2 separate regions of the Macaca mulatta genome follow, and region 2 is linked to region 1. Evidence: chromatin contacts called from public Hi-C data. All regions are on one chromosome and are shown on one strand. Each heading gives the region's core, a stretch centred on a gene start, on an enhancer-like site or on the middle of the called end of the contact. The rest is flanking DNA. Distances are from core to core; before and after follow the strand shown.

Region 1 (6,809 bases), core at 1,913-4,412:
CCCAGGCTGGAGTGCAGTGACACAGTCTCGGCTCACTGCAACTTGCATTTCCCGGGTACAAGCAATTCTCATGCCTCAGCCTCCTGAGTAGTTGGAATTACAGGCACGCACCACCACGCCCGGCTAATTTTTGTATTTTTAGTAGAGATGGGGTTTCACCATGTTGGCCAGGCTGGTCTCGAACTCCTGACTTCAAGTGATCCACCCGCCTCAGCCTCCCCAAGTGCTGGGATTACAGGCGTGAGCCACCACACCCAGCCAATATTCGCTGTTTTATATAAGCTTTATTACCCACTTCCTCCTCCGTGTGCTCCCAGTTACACTGGCCATCTTGGTGCCCTTGTCACCTCCTACTGATGAACACCTCCCCCCGCGCCCCCCCCTCACCTCCACAGTGACCCCGGGCTCACCCTCCTAATGGGTAAATCAGATCCAGTCCGGTTTCTGGCTCACAATCCCTCCCGCCTACTCATCCTCCTCAGTGGACGTGGCCCTCTCACTTGAACGTGCACCCAAACCACCTGAAGGGTAGAACCACCTGGAGAGCGTGCTGACCACACGTGGATTGCTGAGCAGGGCCCTGCGCCTGCCGTCTCTGATTCAACAGGTGTGGGTGAGCCTGAGATTTTGCATCCCTAACCCCTTCTCAGGTAAGGCGGATGCCGCTGTCCTGTGACCCCACTTTGAGGGCCACTGAGCTGGAGAATGAGGTATGCAGAACCTGACGACCTCTCGTCACTCCGTGGCCACCACCCCTCCCCGTCGGGAGGCAGCTTCTGCTGGGTTATTGCAATAGGCTCCTCACCGGCTTCCCTTGTTCAGCCCTTTCTTCCCTACAGTGGATTCTTAACACAGCTGTGAGTGATTCTTTTACCACAGAAATAGGATCCTGTTCTTCCTCTGCTTAAAATGCTCCAGTGGTGGGCCAGACACGGTGGCTCATGCCTGTAATCCCAGCACTTTGGGAGGCTGAGGTGGAGGCTTGCTTGAGCTCCAGGAGTTCAAGACCAGCCTGGGCAACAAAACAAGACTCCATCTGTACAAAAAAATAAAATAAATATAATTAGCCTGGTTGGTGGCGCACACCAGCTACTCAAGAGGTTGAGATGGGAGAATTGCTTGTGTCCAGGAGGTAGAGGCTGTAGTGAGCCGTGATTGTGCCACTGCACTCCAGCCTGGGAGGCAGAGCAAGACTCTGTCTCAAACAAACAAAAATCCTCCAGTGGTGTCCCATCTCATTTAGGATAAAACCTGCTGGCCTTACCATTTCCTCTGAGGTTTATTGATCTGGCCCCTGCATCTCTGCGTACCTTGGGGCCTTTGCTGTTGCTGTCCTCTGGCCCCCCCAACCAACCCCCACCCCACCCCCCATAATCCCAGATATTCACCCAGCCTCCTCTCCCACCTCACTCAGATCTCTTCTCAAATGCCCTGCCTAACCTAAATAGTAACTTCTTCCCTCTTCCTTCCTTTCTCTCTAGCTCCTTAACCTGCCTCACCTTTCTTTGTAAGCTGTGCTGTTATGTGAAATTAGCTTGCTCATGTATTTGTGTACTTGATGATTGTCTATCCTTCCCTCGCCATTAGAATGTAAGACCATAAGGGCAAGGCTTGGGTGTTGATCTGTGCCCACAATGATGATGGCGTGTCAGAGGCACACACTCAGTGTTTGTTGAATGAATAAATGACACCCTAACTTCCTAGTATGGCACATCATCTCTCCATGATCTCTGCCCACCTCTCTGGCCAGACTTCTTGTTCCTCTCCCTAAGAACACCCCAACCACACTCAACCTGACTTACAAGTCGGAGGGGGTGACCCAATCATTGACACCTCCAAGCTTTTGCACACACTGTGCTTCTGTCTGAAATGCCTTTTCCTACTTTGTCAGTCTAGGGAACAACTTACCCATATTTTCAGTTGAACTTGAGCGCCACCTCCTGGTAAAGCCTTCCCAGGCTCCCACAAGCCGAGCTAAGCCCAACCCCTACACCTCTCATCTCATCTAGGTGCTTGTCCATCTGTGTCCTCTCCAGCCACTCAAGGGCAAGGGCAAAGTCTTCATCTTGCATCTGCGGGAGCTGGCACAGAGCCTGGTTCATGGCACATGCCCCGGGAATATTGGCTGAATAAAAGAAACAATCAGCAGAAATCAGCCAAATCTCCTGAGTTTTATTTCTCTTAATATTACCCTTAAAGTGACAGAAATGATAATGCTAATTATCTTTAAAGTAAATGCCTGAATATATGAAAGAAAAGTGAAATTTTCTTTTTCTTTTCTTTTCTTTTTTTTTTTTTTTTTTTTTTTTTTTTTTTTTTTTGAGGCAAAGTCTCACTGACTCTGTCACCCAGGCTGGAGTGCAGTGGCATGATCTTGGTTCACTGCAACCTCCGCCTCCTGGATTCAAGTGATTCCCCTGCCCCAACCTCTGAGTAGCTGGGATTACAGGCACCCATCACCACGCCCAGCTAATTTTTGTATTTTTAGTAGTATTGGTGTTTCACCATGTTGGTCTGGCTGGTCTTGAACTCTTGGCCTCAGGTGATCTGCCCGCCTCCCAGTGTGCCGGGATTACAGGCATGAGCGACCTCACCAGACCTGAAAAGTGAAATTTTCTAAACTTTCCAGGATGTTCTTGAGCTGCTCCTGACCCCCAAGTACTTCCTCATAGCTTGTGGGAGCCCAGGCAGAGGGCCAAGAAGTCCAGGGAGTGGAGCAGGCACCAGGACCCCACCAGCTTCCTAGCAGGGCTCCACCTGTGTGTCAGGCAGAGGTGGGAGTGAAACCCACTGGAGGGGAGGTTTCAGGCTGACCCAGCAGACTCTAGGATTGAGCCCTTTCCTCTAGGAGAAACAGGCACCATCCTCTGCCTTGCCCTCCTCCAGGAATTGAGAAAATGTGTGGGGACACTGCTTTCTTATCACTGCGGAGTAGTCTAAGTTGAATTTTCCCAGAAAAGTTAGCAGCATTAGTATCAGTAAAATGAATGTGCTGAATGTTCAGTTTTTTCTTTTTTTTCTGTCTGTTTTTGGCCTTATCAGAAACTCCAAAAATAAGCATTCTTTCTCAGGCTTGACCCTCACATGGCCTTGGTGTTCCCCTTCTGCAGAAATCAAACACAACAATGGAAGGGCTTTGCACAGCCCTGGCCACATGGCTCCCCTCCAAGGCAGGCCTGTCCTCTGGTGGACGTGGGCAGGTCAGCCAACTTGTGATTTAAAAGTTGGCATTTCATGTAATTGCACTACAGAGAAAAGAGATCCTGGTGGGTAGACACAGGCTCTGGATTGCTAGATAATTACATTTCTCATTGTAAATTGTGATTTTTAAAAGCAATTGTTACACTCCTAAAAGAAGGCAAAGAGATAACAAGACTAATGGATAGGCAAAGACTAGGATGATGATGGTAGTGGTGGTGATGTTGAGGAAGAAGATAATTTTTTAAAATCAAGAGACATAGTGTCAAGCTTAGTGCTTTTTTCAGACCTACAGATGTGAAATCAAAGCGGCAGGCACCATGAGGATCTTTGCTAAATATAATAGAGGCCCATCTGATGCCCAACCTAATGTATGGCTCCCTCTAGTGGTCAGAGGAATTTCTGCATTGGCTCCGTCACTAACAGACGCTCAGGCTCCAGCTTTTGATGCAAGCCAACCAGGAGTTGAGACTTGGTCACTGGGTTTCCAGGGTGTAATTTTTCCCACTTTCACCTCCTTCCCTATCTTCCATGGCCTCTGGCTCCCAGCCCTACAATCTTCCAAGATCTCCTTCTGTAGGTCCAAAACTAATATAAATCATAATACTGATTTGGCCAGTAACGTAAGGTTTACAGTTCGCTTTTGCATCAATTATCTGAATCTTAGCCTTGTAAGGTAGATGTACCCATTTTATAGGCAAGCAGATTAAGTCTCAAAAAGGTAAAGTGACTTACCCAAAATCACACAACTAGTTAAATTTAGCACTGGGAGTTAAACTGATATAGTCTGAGCCCAAATCATGAGCTTTTCCATTTACACTGCAGCAGCCTTCAAAAGGGGGAAATTATGTGGTTGATTTGAAATACAGAGAAGTAGAAAAGAGGTACTGAATTTCATCATTTTCATAAACATCACACGGGGAGAAAATGTACTTAAATGAGACTTGCCTCTAACCAAATACGTGAACTTGGCCCTGAGGGGCTGATTCATATAGGTTCAATAGTGCTATAATCTACAACTCGATTGCAAGGTTAAGGTCTACTGAAACTGGTGGTGGTAGCTAGGAACTCAAACGGCCTAGGAAAAGCAATAGCCTTTCTGTGATCCGGGCTGGGACATACTCCCTAATGTATTCCTTATGTGTTCTAGCATACCCAAGCAATAGAGAGCCTCCCTGCAGGCATCTTGTCATACAAGGGAATTGCTCAGCTGTGGACATCCCAGAATCACATCACAGTGACTCCAGAATGATTACTTGCAGGTATCAAAAGTTTTCAGTAAAATGGTGAATCCCAAAGTTCTCCCTGCTTCACCTTCATCTATCTCTAGACTTCATCCTCTTCTTACTTCCCCAGGCAAGACCCTTAATTAGGTTCTTTGCAAAAAAGGATTTACAAATGGCCAATAAACATATGAAAACGTGCTCAACTTCATAAGTCATATGCAAATGCAAGTAAAACCACAATGTGAACCCACTGCACACCAAACAGAATGGCTACGATGAAACAGGTAACACCAAGTCTTGGCAAATAGATGGTGCAACTGAAACACTCAGACACTGCTGGTAGGAGTGTAAATGGCACAACCGTTTTGAAAAAACTGTTGTCATACACCTTATGACCCACTCCTAGGTATATTCTCAACAGAAATACTTACACGTATGAACCAAAATAAAGGTACAAGAATGTCATAGCAGTTTATTCCTAATAACCTAATAATGAAAACAACCCAATACCCATCAACAGAATAGATAAAATTGTGGCATATTCAGGCAATGGAATATGATAAGGCAATTCGAATAAATGGATGGTTGTCACACACAACACAGATGGATCTTACAAAGACAATGTTGAGAAAGAAAGTAAACACACAAACACAAAAATACATGTACAGTGTGGATAAATCTACTTATAGGAAGTTCAAAGGCAGACGAAAGTAAGATATGGTCAGCATAGCAGTTATCTTTTGAGTGGGGGGCATAAAGCGGGCTTCTGGGATCCTGATAATATTCTGTTTCTTGACCTGAGGGTTGATCACCTGGGTGTTTTCACTTTATGATCATTTATCAAACAATATTGTGACAATTTGCTTCCTTTTCTTAATGTATGTAATCCTTTGATAAAAATATTTTAAAATGCTATAATTTTAATAGAAATACAGGATGAGTATTTTTAAAATCATGGTGGATTGGAAATGTGTGGATACCGTGGCATATTTTCAGGTTGGCTGAGTAGCCTGGCTGATGACTAGAGTCATTGAAAGCTGGAAACAGCTATGGTACTGCAAATAGGAGTTGAAATAGGAGTCAAAACACAGTGCAGATGGCAAATGGCAGGAACAGCATGTGGCTGGCTGTTGGTCCAGACCATGCCTGCACCTGCAGATATGAATCACTGTTATGAGCCTCATCCAACAGAAAGGAAGACTTCCATAGACCCAAAGAAGTCTCTGCCAAAGCAGGTGCCTGCTGCCCATATTTATTCATTTGGTATCCATCTAGCAACCTATCCAATGCACTGTTTCTCAAACTGGGGCCTGAGGATGTTCCAAATGTTCACTGATGGAAGATTCTTGGGGGTCTGTGAACTGTTTCCTGTAAAGGAGGCCATAAGTAACTTAAGTTTGACAGTATGGAGATTCCTCAAGGAACTAACAATAGAACAACCCAGCAATGCCACCACTGAGTATCCACCGAAAAGAAATCATTATACCAAAAAGACACCTGCACTTGTGTGTTTATACACTATTCACAATAGCAAAATCATGGAACCAACCTACATGTCCATCAGTGATTGACTGGACAAAGAAAACGTCACACACACACACACACACACACACACACACACACAAATACTACACAGCCATAAAAAATGAAATCATGTCTTTTGCAGCAACTTGGTTGGAGCTGGAGGCCATTATCCTAAGTGAAATAACTCAGAAACAGAAAATCAAATACCAAATGTTCTCACTTACAAGTGGGACCTAAACAGTGTGCACGGACACAAGGGTGGAAATAACAGACACTGGGGTCTCCAAAAGAGAGGAGTGGGAGGGAGCGAAGTTTGCAAAGTTCAAGGGTACAATGTTCGCTATTTGATTGAAGGGTACACTAGGAGTCCAATCCCCACCAGCACATAATATACCCAAGTAACAATCCTTCACAGGTTCCTCTTGAAGCCAAAATGAAATAACTTTTATTTGAAAAAGAAGTTTAACAGTAAAAACATTATAATAATAACTGAAGATTGAGAAACCTTGAACAGGAGGGCAAAACTTTGCTCTAAAAATCAGCAAGAGATACAAAGATATCTAAGAATCCCCTGAAAATCACATCACCATATACTGGGTTTTTGTTTGTTTGCTTGTCTTGTTTCATGTTTTTTTGTTTGTTTGTTTGTTTGCGATGGAGTCTCGCTCTGTCGCCCAGGCTGGAGTGCAGTGGTGCTATCCTGGCTCACTGCAACCTCCATCTCCTGGGTTCAAGTGATTCTCCAGCCTCTACCTTCTGAGTAGCTGGGACTACAGGCACCTGCCACATCTTTGTATTTTTAGTAGAGATGGGGTTTCACCATTTTGGCCAGGCGGGTCTCAAATTCCTGACCTCAAGTGA
Region 2 (6,809 bases), core at 1,386-3,885, 360 kb before region 1:
TTGCACCATGCAAAACACCGTACCATGTGCTCTCTTACATAATCCTAATTCTTCTCTGAAATAGCTCTTAATACTCTGGTTATGTCCATTTTTCAGATAAGTGACTGAGGTACTGCGAAATTAAGTAACATAGGGTCACACACTTTGTGGTGTGAAGACCTGGCCCTAGTGCACAGTGGAAGTCCACTCTATTAATAATAATGTTGATGTTGGTAATCATAACCTAAGCTACATTATTATTATTTTTTTTTTTTTCTGAGACAGAGTCTCGCTCTATCACCCAAGCTGGAGTGCAGTGGCACAATCTCAGCTCACTACAGCCTCCACCTTCTGGGTTCAAACGATTCTCATGCCTCAACCTCCGGAGTAGCTGGGATTACAGGCGTGCACCACCATGCCTAGTTAATTTTTGTATTTTTAGTAGAGATGAGGTTTGCTGGTCTTGAACTTCTGGCCTCAAGTGATCTGCCCACCTCGGCCACCCAAAGTGCTGGGATTACAGGCGTGAGCCACTGTGCCCGGCCCTGAGCTCAACTACATTTAACAAAATGTGGTGAACACCTACCCAGTGCCAGGCACCCTTCTGAACACCGAGGACATAGTAGCAGGCAAATCAGTCCCTGCTCTTATGAAGTTTCATTCCACCAAATGGAAAAGACAATAAACAAATAACTATGTAATAGGAGGGGAGGTGAAGATCAGTGCTATGCAGAGAACTAAAACAAGTTCAGGAGGGCTGAGAACAGTGGTTCACACCTGTAATCCCATCACACTTTGGGAGACTGAGGCAGGCAGATCACTTGAGCTCAGGAGTTCAAGACCAGCCTGGCCAACATGGTGAAATTCCGTCTCTAAAAACACAAACCCTCATCACTAAAAATACAAAAATTAGCCAGGTATGCTTGTAATCCCAGCCACTCAAGAGGCTGAGGCAGGAGAATCACTGGAACCCTGGAGGCAGAGGTTGCAGTGAGCCAAGATTGCGCTACTGTACTCCAGCCTGGGCGACAGAGCGAGACTCCATCTCAAAAAACAAACAAACAAACAAAAAATGTATTTTTAATTTTTATATAGTTTATATGTGTATATAAATTTTTATTTATATATCTTTTATATATATATGTAGTATGAGGAGGTGGAGATTGGGAAATGCTATTTTATAATGGAAACCAGGGAACCAGGGAAGGCCTCTTTCATAAGGTGATATTGTATAGACTCCTAAAGGAATCTTACAGATATCTGGGAGAACATTCTGGAAGGAAGGAACAGGCAGTGCAGAGGCCCCGAGAAGGTAGCAGGCTTGGTGTGCTAGAGGAGCAGCAGGGAGGCCAGAGGAGTGGAGTGGAAAGCAGAAGAGACGGAGAGGGTGTGAGACAGGGCTAGGGAGGAAGCCGACCAGTGTGAGACTTAGTTTCTGCTCTGAGCAAAGTGGAAACCACTGGGCAGTGTTCAATGGGGCAATGATGGGTTATGTTTTAAAAGTTCCTCCTAGATCCTGCCTACTGGAGACATGGACAGGAGCAGGGGGTTCATGCATTGGATCCAAGTGAGAGAGGGCAGTGGGCGAGACCAGGGCGGTGTCAGTGGAGGGGCTGAAATTGGGTTCTACATGTATTTGGAAGGTTGAGGCAGCAGGATTTGCTGGTGGATTGAATGTGGGGTGTGAGAGGTGGAGAAGAGTCAGGGATGACTCCAGGGCATTTGTCATCTGTTGCGCTGGAAGAATGGAAGTGGCATTTATTGGGAGGAACAAGATTGTGGCAGCAGCAGATTTGGGGGTAGGAGGGGAAGAATTGGAAGACTATTCTTTTTGAAACACTGTGATAAACCTTGAGAATGTGTTATCTCATTTAATCCTTGCAACAGCCCTTCACTGTAGGTGCTATCTGAAGGCACATTTTTCAGTGGAAGGAAATTAGATTTGGAGAGATTAACCAACATGCCCAAGTCCACACAGCTAGTAAGGAGCAGAGCTGGGATTTGAACCAAGCCTGCCTAACTTCAACGCCCTTGCTTTCAAAAAACAATAGCTAAGTGCCTCAGAAAAATAAGAGTAATCAGTGGAAATATACCCATCTATATGTTTGTCTTATTCTTTCCCTCTACCTGTCTCTGATGACATAAGTGGCTGTATATTTTTATGCATAGCAAATGTGTGCTAACCCTCCCAAGACATCTGTGAGTGAAGTTTTCTTATTGTCACATTCTAATTCTCACCTTCCTACTGGAAATGCAGTTTTTGCACATGAGTTTGAAGAAAGGTTTTAAGCAGGGTTAGGAAAGCAAATGCCTGGATTTTCACCTGGTGTGACTTCTGATATAGTCTTCTATCTAGCCTGCAGGGGGTTATGTGAGGATCAAATGAGATGGCAATGGTATTCATAATTACATATTGTCTTATTTATTGGGTAAACTTAATCAACAGAATAGCTGAGGCAAGGTCATGCATCTCAGAGGCTGGCTTCTGTGATTGGCTATCTTCCTGGAATTGTTGCTTGCCCTGGTTTTAAAGCTATCAGAAGTTATAAGCCTGTAATCATATCAGGCTTAAAGCATCTTACCACCTAGCCTCCGGTGAAACCAGCCCAGCTAGGATGACTCAACGTTTGTTCATCTCTCATTACAGACTTTAGCTGGTGAATATTTCCATAAGGCTGCACAAGGCGGACACATGGAAGGAACCTTGTGGTGTTCTCTCTACTATATCACAGGCAACCTGGAGACATTCCCTAGAGATCCTGAGAAAGCTGTTGTGTAAGACTGTCAAACACTGCATTTGAAGGGAAAGTCATATCCTAGATTCACTGTGCCTGAGCATTTTTTAAATTGAGTTTTTTATTTTTACCAGTTATACATGCATGTAGTCTTAAAAGCCACATAATTTGACAAGACAAAATTAAAAATTTTAATTAAAAATTTAAAAATAATTTGACAAAGGCAAAACAAGAAATTCTTGCCTACCCCGCTTCATCCCACCCCCAGACTCTATTTTCTGCTCCCTAGAATGAATCACTTTCAATCTTTTTTGAAAGATTTATTTATTGATTTTATTTATTTTTTATTTGTCTCTATTTCTAAATAATATGCTTATACCACTATTTCTTGGTATTTTCATGCTAGGCATTGTCTAATGATGTCCCACTGTGAACGATAAAGATGTAGTTTCCTTTGACTCTGCCACCTCCCACTACTCAGCTCATTCACACTTCCTGCCATCTTTCATCTTCCCAATAAGTATATCATTTTGGTTACATTAGTATCAGGGCTTACATTATTATGACCATGTAAATGCTATTTCTAACTGAGCCATAGTATACTATGATTACTTTTCCTTTCTTGCACAACTTTTTCTTTTCTATGGATTGTTACTTATTTTTTATTGTTTATTTGCTAAGCTTTCTGTATACTTATCATTTTCTATGTACTTGATCTCCAAATTCTCCTCCAGGTGCCTGAATTTCCTCTCAGTATGTCCAGACCTATCTACATATTATGTTAATTTAACCTTCCTGGTAACATCCATCCTGGAGTCTTTGTTCAGGACAATGCTGTCATGCTGAGATTAACTGTCATTATTATGGATATTTACTTTCCCTCCATCTCTGTCTTTTTTGGTTCTCTTCTTTGCCAGACCCCTTTCTTTCTCTTTCTTGGTCTGCACTTACATTTTGGTAGAGCACATCCTATAGTAGGTTCCTGAGGTATGGTGAATGGGAGGCACATTTTTGAGGTCTTGCATGTCTGAAAATGTTTTACAGGAATTATCAAACCATGACCCATAGATGAAATGTAGCTTGGTACCTGTTTTGTATGACTCCAAGAGCTAAGAATGCTTTTACATTCCTGAGGAGTTATAAAACAAATAAAGAAGGATATGCAACAGAGACTATATGTGGCCCACGAAGTTTACGGTATTTAGTATCTTGCTCTTTACAGAAAAAGAGTTTGTCGACCTCTGTTTTAAGCCACCCTCACACTGATACCCTGGCTCTCCAAAAGATTGTTCTTCGTAACACATTTGGGTTCAAATCCAACCTGACCTGACCTTCGTGATAAACTTGACTTAGACTGACTTGGTTTTTTATCTTTGTTATTTAGTATATTTGACATGAATATTCATGTTTTGTGGTTTTTCTGTTATCCTCTCGTTATTGATTTCTAGCTTAATTTCACTGTGATGAGAGAATATATTGTGAATGATTCCGATCCTTTGAAATTTGTCGAAGTGTGCTTTATGACTAGTATATGGTCAATTTTGGTATATGTTTTATGGCTTCTTGAAAAGAGTGTACTTTCTGAACTTGTTGGGTACAACATCTACATATATATCAGTTACATCAAGTTTGTTAATTATGTTATTCAGAGCTTCCCCGTCCTTTCTGATGTTTCTTTTTCTGCTTGTTAGGTCAGTTACTGAAAGAAGTATATTAAAATCTCCAACTATATTTGTGAACTTATTTACCTCTCCTTTTAGTTCTGTCAATTTTGCATTATATATCTTGAATCTATGTTATTGGATCACATAGATTTAGAATTGTTTTGTCTTTGTAGTTGATCCCTTTATCATTTTACAATGTCCTCTTTATCTCTGTTCATGGTTCTTGCCTTAAAGTCTATTTTTTCTGATGATCATATAGTTATACCTGATTTTAGTGTTAGAGTTTGTATGATTTATCTTTTTCCATTTCTTTACTTTCAACTTTTCTTCATTCTTAAATTTCAATGCATGTCTCTTGTAAGCAGCATATAATTAGGTATTTGTATTTTTTAATTTTTAAAATTTTGTATTTTTAATTATTTTTTGTATTTTTAAATTTTCATTTTTAATTGGTGTATTTTGTCCATTTACATTTAATGTAATTGTGGATATGTTTGGTTTTAAATATACCATTTTCCTGCTTATTTTCTATTTGTTACTTTTGTTGGGGGGTTTTGTCAGGGGTCACTTTTGTGGGGGGCCTTTTTTTAATCTCTTTTCTTACTCTTCCTTTGTACTAATCAAGTATTTTAAAAAATTATTCTACTTCCCCTTCTATTAGCTTTCTAGTTATGCATTCTTAAACTATTACTTTAGTAGTTATAAGTCTAAAGATTATAACAGACTAGGTCATTACTAATAAACTCCTAATAAATTAGGGAACAAAGCCAAATAGGGAAAGCTAATAATAAGTAAGTAAACATGACTTAATAGAATACTAGAACTCTTGGTAGAGATTGTATTTTTTCATATTGGTGGATATATTTCATTATGTATCTTACATGTCTTTGTTTCCATAAAAGACAACTCCTAATCATTCATAAGAAAGGGCACTAAATGAAAAGCTCAGAATGCATTTTCTTTACCTTCTTAACATTCAGTTCTGGTTTGTTGTTCTATAAAAATTCTAACTAGCAAAATATTCCCAAGTGGGATTTATTGAGAGCATATGAAGAAAAACATTTTATTAAATTTGCCATGGTTTGCATATTTTCTCTTCCCTTTTTTTTTCAGATGGGCAAAACATGTAGCTGAGAAAAATGGCTACTTGGGCCATGTCATTCGCAAAGGCCTCAATGCCTACCTGGAAGGTTCATGGTAAGCTTGGGATCCACGTTAGAGCAAACTTTTTTCCCTGCCTGTCAGTATAGTCTTATGAAATGGAGTCTTAAAATGCAACTGAGAAAGCAATTTGCAGGGAAATCACAGCTCCCAGTAATGATATTCAGAGTATCATGGACTGATTGGCTGTTGATTAGAAAACATAGCATTTCCATGTTTAATTATACACAAAAATTTGTTCTCTAGGGGAATTGTTCACACTCATCAAGTTGAGAGAGATATACAAATACATTGATTTCTCTTTCCTTTAAGCTTGCCCCTTTTGGTTTTAGAGTCTGGAGACAGCATAGGGGATCTTAGGTGAGACCCTCTGCTTTTTATTTCCAGGCCACAGAAAGTCCAGAATTTCTACCTTGTTCCTAGCAAGAAGAGAGATCAGTGTTTAAGGCTCAGGCTACCTCTTCCATAGATGTTTTACCGCATCTGCCATGACTAGGAGCCTGGGATTGCTGGAAGTCCAGTATCCAATGGCACAACCAAACAGATGCCCTTCTTCCTAACCTTCTGGTGGAGTTAGCAAATCTCATCTTGTTCTTTATGGGATGAAACATGATGCATGAGGACCCACAAATGCTCCCTGTTTGCTGTTACTCATAGATTTTACAAATAAGGGACCCCTCCCCCAACTTGACCAATCTCCTTTCTTTTATTTTTTTCTGTCAGTTCTAGCATTCCATTGTTGTTTTAACTTGAGTCACATTTTCTTGGCTGGTTTATTGCCTAAATGATGTGGATATTTCAGTAATAACTAAAAAAAGTCCTCGGTCCACTGCCTCAAAGACATTAGATGAGACTCAGCATTGATCACATTCTGATTTGAACCTTAATTAAAAATTAAAGTGTAAGTTCAAAAGAATGACATTTTCCCTTTTAGTCCATGGCTGCACATGCAACCAACAGATAGCATCTCAATGAGTGAGAATCTTAAATTAGAAAATGTAGGAGAAATGAGGCCAATGAAGAAAGCACCAAATGCAAATTTTTATTATCATCATCCTGTGAAAGTTTATTACCTGTGACCTCACTTTGCACAATCAAAAAGAATTTTTTTTCAGAAAGTTACTGTTTCCCCATCATAAACGTACCTTACAATTTTTTTGGGATGCTTTATCTTGTTTCTCAAGTGAACTTCAGTTCATAAAACTCCCAAATTTGACTTTAATTCATTCTCTGCTTCTTGCTCTCCCAACCTCCCACCCTCTGCTTCCTA

The links. Hi-C and Micro-C count contacts between places; a contact is called where the count stands out from the background.
Region 2: a contact with region 1 is called in a Hi-C map of sperm, with 5 times the contacts expected there. The contact joins two enhancer-like sites. A contact is called at or near these places in 8 of 14 Hi-C or Micro-C datasets (cortical neurons, fetal cortex germinal zone, fetal cortical plate and 4 more).

The regions. Positions count from the first base shown.
Region 1 is chr5:24,455,579-24,462,387 of T2T-MMU8v2.0, reverse strand. No RefSeq gene overlaps it. Among named protein-coding and RNA genes, the nearest start is that of ANAPC4, 63 kb to the right of the region's middle. Within about 2 kb of position 3,162, at least 3 of the 40 cell types and tissues checked have an H3K27ac peak or open chromatin away from gene starts, as enhancers often do.
Region 2 is chr5:24,811,872-24,818,680 of T2T-MMU8v2.0, reverse strand. SEL1L3 (SEL1L family member 3) reads left to right here. Exons shown (of 24, transcript XM_015138127.3): 16 at 2,627-2,754; 17 at 5,492-5,575. Among named protein-coding and RNA genes, the nearest start is that of SEL1L3, 87 kb to the left of the region's middle. Within about 2 kb of position 2,635, at least 2 of the 40 cell types and tissues checked have an H3K27ac peak or open chromatin away from gene starts, as enhancers often do.